Regions from separate parts of the Ovis aries genome. Here region 1 is linked to region 2. A link is a contact called in public Hi-C data. All regions are on one chromosome and are shown on one strand. Each heading gives the region's core, a stretch centred on a gene start, on an enhancer-like site or on the middle of the called end of the contact. The rest is flanking DNA. Distances are from core to core; before and after follow the strand shown.

Region 1 (3,570 bases), core at 447-2,946, 150 kb after region 2:
AGCAGGACATAAAAATCACATCAGCAGCATCTTCTTCCCATTCTTATCTGTATCATCTGTATTAGCTACTCAAGCTAAGAACAAAACCAACTCCCCTGAAACTGGCACTATAAGTTTATCACAGCCAAGAGATAGTTCTGACAATAGCCACTCTTTATCATGTCTCTTCCCTTCCCTTTCCCTCCCAATCTCACATCCTGCCTAAAAATAGGAAGGTTATTTCGTAGTCTTGACTCTAAGTCAGCCTCACCCAGCAATTTGCATTTTTGCAAACACTTCAAGTATCCCATTAGGAATATATGTCTTAGCTTGTGCTTCATTTGGAAACATGGCTCTACTGTGATGGCACTCCCCATGCTGATTTGAGAAATGGGTCATTTTCACAATCTATGTAGATCCACAAAAACACCTTGGGACATATACACAATGGAATATACTCAGCCATTAAAAAGAATACATTTGAATCAGTTCTAATGAGGTGGATAAAACTGGAGCCTATTATACAGAGTGAAGTAAGCCAGAAAGAAAAACACCAATACAGTATACTAATGCATATATATGGAATTTAGAAAGACGGTAACAATAACCCTGTATGTGAGAGAACAAAAGAGACACAGATGTATAGAACAGTCTTTTGGACTCTGTGAGAGAGGGAGAGGGTGGGATGATTTGGGAGAATGGCATTGAAACATGTATAATATCATATAAGAAACAAATAGCCAGTCCAGGTTTGATGCAGGATACAGGATGCTTGGGGCTGGTGCACTGGGATGAACCAGAGGGATGGTACGGGAAGGGAGGTGGGAGGGGGGTTCAGGATGGGGAACACGTGTACACCCGTGGTGGATTCATGTTGATGTATGGCAAAACCAATACAATATTGTAAAGTAAAAAAAAAAAAAAGGAAAAAAAAATCACACACAATAAATAAATCAATAAAATATAAACTGAATTTTATAAAATAAACAAACAAACAAACAAACAAACAAACACATCTGGGGTTGTTGACAGTCTATGAAACTACCAACCGTTGCTTTGCTTTTCTTCTCCTCTCTTCTTCTCTCCCCTCCTGAACCTTTCTCCCTTCCTTATTATTTTGCTCCCTGAAGACTTTTGCCCTCTTCATTTATACTCTGTCTTAAGCATGAGGAAGTATTATTAATATTTTTCCTCCTCATATATATATGTGTGTGTGTGTGTGTGTTAAGTAAGTATTTTTTTTGGTAATAGATAGACTACCTTCTCCATTTTCATGGTTGATGCTTGTAATTTATTAAAAACATTTTTCTCCATAACTAAACATCATGACACTGAGATAGAGACATGGAACCTGAGAGAGGAAACCTAACCCTGAGTTTTAGGAAGCCTCGGATAAGAACAGGAGGAGTTTTCTGAATCACTAAACTTCGCCTTAATTTTCTCCATCAAGTGGGTGGAATATTCTTTTTTGTGCAAATATTCTCTGACTGATATCTGAAGTTCTGTTATCCACAGAATGAAAACCTGCTCTTCCATCAAGTTTCTAACACTTGCTTCTCCCTATGAAGCTCACTCCTTACAACCTGAAATTCATGAAATGAAAGTTGGAGTTCTGGAAAGCAATTTGGTAGCCCAAGTTAAGAGGAAAGGTCAGGTGAGCCTTGCTTCCTCATGTAGAGGACAGCCACCATAGCAGAGGTCAGTCAGCTCAGGGACTCTGCAACCTGCAATTCCACAGGTCAACAGATAGTTGTGTAATCACTACAGGGTAACTGGAGATGTATTAAAGATATATTGCCTTGTTAATTTTAGGAAAGCCAAGTGATATTTGTGTTGCTAGAAGGCTACCTGCAGGAAACATGCGAAAGTCAGAAATATTGGAAGGGTCTCTTACCCTGTTTCTTGAACTCCTTGAACTTCTTTTTCCTTTCCCATTCTCCACTGAAAGAAGTGGTTCTGAATGCTGAAAAACCCAACTGCCATTCTCCCAAAATTCTGATTTGATTTGTTTGGGGTGCATCCCTAGCACTGTTTTTTCAAAGTTCCCACGATTCTAATTTCTGTTGTAATTGAGAATCACTGCTCTAAAGCCTCCTCACTTTCTATATGTTATCCTCATGCAGTCCTATGTGGGTTGTGACCTGCATTTCTGTAGGGACTAGAACACGGAAAACGTATGCATTTGCAAAAGGAAGGAATGAATGTGGAAACAAAGGAGAAGAGGAATACACAGTAGAAACACGAGGTTGTGATAAATGACAATTTGTCTCTTGCAAACCCTAGATTTCCTTCTACCTCTAAATCTTTTCCATGAAAGAGCACCTCAGTGTTACCTTGCCACTATTTTAAAAAATAGTGTTTTTATCCTGGAATTCCTATCTAAATTGGCCAATGTAGTTTTTTAGACAGTGCCATTAGGAACAATATTTGTCTTCTTTTGAAAGGCTGAAGGGGGAAAGACAATGACCAAATGAGAGAATGAAAGGCTGCACCACTGGGTGGCTTTTTGATTATCCTAGGACCTCACATATCCATGCCCTAACTACAATGTGAAGCCTTGTTCTTTGAAAAGACACATTCGACTGTGTCAGAAAGAATAGCTGAGCAGTAGAATCAGTGGTGTATCTCCCCAAATTGTACATTTTAAATTGATAACCCTCCTCTGAGTATACTTTCTATTATGTCAAAAGGACCCAGGGTAAAGACTTATTCATTTATGACAAGTGATTGGCTAGATATGTTCTCATTAAACTGGATTGTATTTAGTACATGTGGGAAGGGCAGGTATAAGTGTTAAAAGGTGTTTTTTATCATGAAAGAACATATTTTAGTAGACCAGAGTTGCTGGTAACTATGAAAATTTGATTCCAGAAGGGTTTCATTCAGGGGAAAATTCACCTTGAAGATCAAGGAAATATTGAACATTCATGACAAGCAGCTTTCTCTGTCTCCTAGTGTGCATGACGGGGACAGGATCAGAGTGAACTGTGATTGTGCTGCATTTGAGCAAGGACACTGAACTGTCTGCACCAGGACACTGGAGGTGTGTATTAGCTCAGGTTGGCCCAGTGAGGGTAGAGGAGCAGCTCCCACAGAGGGCAGCACAGAAAGTTGGCTAAGAGTACAGAGATTGGGGTCAAACATTTCTGTGTTAGGATCCCTTTTACCTTTCATTAGATGAGCCTCTACTAAAAGAGACAGAGGGAGAGAGAGAGAGAGTGGGTTGCTGGGGCTGGGGCTTGGGGGAGAGAGAGAGGTTGAGAAAGAGAAGGAGACTGCAAAAGAGAGAGACTTGGAGCGGAGCTGAACTAAGAAGGGCTTCCTCCTTAATGGTAGGAGGCCTAACATTTCCAGAAAGAAATCTCTTCATATCAGAGTCAAACATCTGTGTTTATTATTAAATTTCTGGTCATTACTGAGAACTATGTGGAAAGTAAGTTATAGTTCATAAGAACTATACATGAACGTATAGTTCATAAGATGCTATTTATCTGGTAATCATAGTATATATTTTGCTAAGAAAAACACTCAGCAAACCGTATATAGCAAAGGCAGATGCTACCCAGAGAAGCAAGTTTCTATAAATTATCT
Region 2 (3,184 bases), core at 28-2,527:
GTCATTTATATCAAACCTTCTTACTCTACAGACAGCACAACCAAGACTTAGATACCATCCAAGGTCCAAAGACATGGGGTTGAACTGGTTTCCGTGTGACTCCAAGTGGAGATTTGGTTTTATGTGCTCAGTTTATTTCCAGTCCTACGTAAATATCATGTGTCAAAATAGCTCTCTATTGAGTGCAAATTGTACTAGGGTATCCAAACACTATTTTCTTTTATTCATTTAAAATGTGCTTTTGAGATTTTAAAGATACAGGAGTAAGTACTCTATGTTTGCAAGAGGTCTGATACAAGCTGTGTGGTGATATTCTTTAGAAAAGGCATTAGAACATGAAGACTGGAAAGCACTGGATAATTTTACTGTGGGATGCTGGACCAGCTCTCCTCGTCTCAATATTGTCACTTGTGAAATAGTAGTAATAAGGTCATTACTACCTAATTTATAAGATTGTTGTAAGGTTCAAATAATATGTGAGGGGAGTAAATACATTTTGTAGAGAGCTGTACAAAGAGTATAAATATTGACATCCAAAATAAAGTTTTTGAACCAGAAAATAAAGCATGGTAAAAATCATACAGAATTTTTTTTCTGTATAAAACTTGGCTAAAGGAAAGAAACCAGACACAAAAGGTCACATATTGTATTATTCCAATTACATGAACCATCCAGAATAGGTAAATGTGTGCATGGGGATGACCCAGAGAGATGTTATGGGGAGAGAGGAGGGAGGGGGGTTCATGTTTGGGAACGCATGTAAGAATTAAAGATTTTAAAATTTAAAAAAATAAATAAATTAATTAATTAAAAAAAAAAAAAAGAAAACAGATTGGTGGTTGCCAAGGGCTTGGAGAAGAGGGAGATGGAGAATGACTGCTTAATGGGTATGGACTTTCTCTTTGGGGTGATAAAATGTTTGGGAGCTACATAAAAATGTTGGTTATTGAACATTGTGAATGTACTAAATCCTGTTCACTATAAAACAATTAATTTTACTTATGAGAATTAAAAAAAAACAGACTTGGTGTGTGGAATGGTTTGGGGCTGGGTAGAGGGGTTGTGTCAGGAGTGTTTGTCCAGACGATTTAGTAAGGGAAATCTCAGACTAACAGGCTCCTTTAAGAAAGCATGTTTGTAATGTTTACTTTCAGCTGCTGTTACTGTTTGACTATCTCCATGAAGCTAAGTCCAGCAAATTCTGTGCACGGTCCACACCGTGTTATTGAGTAGTTTCCAATGATAACATGTCCCTGAACTCCACAGATGTTTAGACAAATGCCCTTTGGCCTCTGGAGTCCTCTGATCCTACTACGCAGTTGCTATGAAGGCTATAGGAGACAAGAGATTTGGGGAGGAAAGGATGGTTTCATTAGTTCTCTTTGACCCACTCTTGACAATTCACCGCTGCTAGAAATTACTGTTTTACTTGAAATGGTTCCAGGTGCTGACTTTTTACCCCCATAGTTAGCAAATCTTGACTTCTGTGTGTTTAACTTTCCTCAGTGGACCTCTACTCTGAGCTTCAAAGAGAACTGCTGTTTCATGGTATCAATTTTCTCACTGTAGGACATTGCTTTCTGATCTTTGCAAGGGCCCTGATTCTATTCCAAACATATGGGGTATTTTCAAAGGCTGTCAATTAATATCAAGATGATTTTTTTGCCTTCATTTACACTACAAATATTAAGAAATGATTAGTCAAGTTATCAACATGCTTCTACATCTTGCATGATTTGTGGCCCCAAATTTCAAGGAATGACTTATCTAATAATTTTGTGAATCATTTGTTATTCTGGGGGAAAAAAATCTAAATAGAAAAAAAGAAAACAGAAGCTTATATTAGATATAGAATCAGATAATCTGAACACTGAAATAGACTTTTCTCTATATTTGTCCAGCTAATAACATGGCATTTGAATATAACTCACCAAGTTCCCACAAGATTGCTGTCTGCCTTAAGTTTGATAGGAAGTATTAGAACATCAGAAAATTCTTCCCTAAACTGAGTCAAATTTTATCACCGTGCAGCTTCTATTACTACTCTTGGGTGTATCACTTGGAAATGTTACATTTGTGCTTAGTCGTTCAGTCGTGTCAGACTCATTGTGAACCCCTGGGCGGTATTAGCCTGCCAGGCTCCTCTGTCCATGGGATTTGCTAGGTAAGAATACTGGAGTGGGTTGCCATTTCCTTCTTCAGGGGATTTTCCTCTATAGACTTATGTTTACTCATGTCTCTATAAGAATTTGGTACCCAGAACAAAGTACAATATATCAGCTACCTAAAGTTTACACAGGAGAAACTGTAATCATGAACAACTCCTAAACAACAAGCATGTATGAATGAATCAAGTCAATATTCATATTTAGATGACTGTGTCTCAATATTCATATTGGTTATTCAGGGGGGTTAATTATAGAATGCAACTGGCAGGGTTAAAGTTTAAGAGATTTAGAGATATTTTAATAATAACAATCTACAACTGGAAAGAATATCAGGAGAGAGGACAAAAGGACTTATATTAACTGTATCCATGCACTGAACCAGCCAATGTGGTTGGTATTTTGCACATTTTTTTGTTTAAGATTTACTTGTCCTTCACACTTGAGCTCAAAGAGCACTTCCTCTGTGAAGCCTTCTCTGATTCCTCCTTCTTATGATTCATATCTCTATAGACCTCTTTTGGGGAACTGATCACTTCATGTATAATTAATGTTTACCTGCCCACTTTCTCCACCTGACTGCAGGTTCCTTTACAACACCTGGTGTCTAACTTGACTTTCATATGTGTTGTATGAATTAATGAATGTTAGTTTTTCATTAGTATATCCCAAGTGACTATAAATTAAGAGGATAGATCACATTATCAAATGGAATTCCCTCAGCAAAGCCTTAGAGGATCACAACTTTAAAAGTTGTGGTTTCACTCACATATTGATTTAATGCTCTCATTACAGGGAAAGAGACACAGATGTGTATAACGGACTTTTGGACTCAGAGGGAGAGGGAGAGGGTGGGATGATTTGGGAGAATGACATTCTAACATGTATACTATCATGTGAATTGAATCGCCAGTCTATGTCTGACGCAGGATGCAGCATGCTTGAGGCTGGTGCATGGGGATGACCCAGAAAGATGTTATGGGGAGGGAGGTGGGAGGGGGGTTCATGTTTGGGAATGC

What was found. A called contact is a pair of places that touch in the nucleus more often than the background predicts.
Region 1: a Hi-C map of liver shows a contact between it and region 2, with 4 times the contacts expected there. The contact joins two enhancer-like sites. A contact is called at or near these places in 2 of 16 Hi-C or Micro-C datasets (liver and tail adipose tissue).

The regions. Positions count from the first base shown.
Region 1 is chr2:54,405,930-54,409,499 of ARS-UI_Ramb_v3.0, forward strand. No RefSeq gene overlaps it. Among named protein-coding and RNA genes, the nearest start is that of TRNAG-CCC, 210 kb to the left of the region's middle. Within about 2 kb of position 1,697, at least 1 of the 54 cell types and tissues checked has an H3K27ac peak or open chromatin away from gene starts, as enhancers often do. A contact at or near this core is called in liver, where this site is marked.
Region 2 is chr2:54,259,169-54,262,352 of ARS-UI_Ramb_v3.0, forward strand. No RefSeq gene overlaps it. Among named protein-coding and RNA genes, the nearest start is that of TRNAG-CCC, 65 kb to the left of the region's middle. Within about 2 kb of position 1,278, at least 2 of the 54 cell types and tissues checked have an H3K27ac peak or open chromatin away from gene starts, as enhancers often do. A contact at or near this core is called in liver, where this site is marked.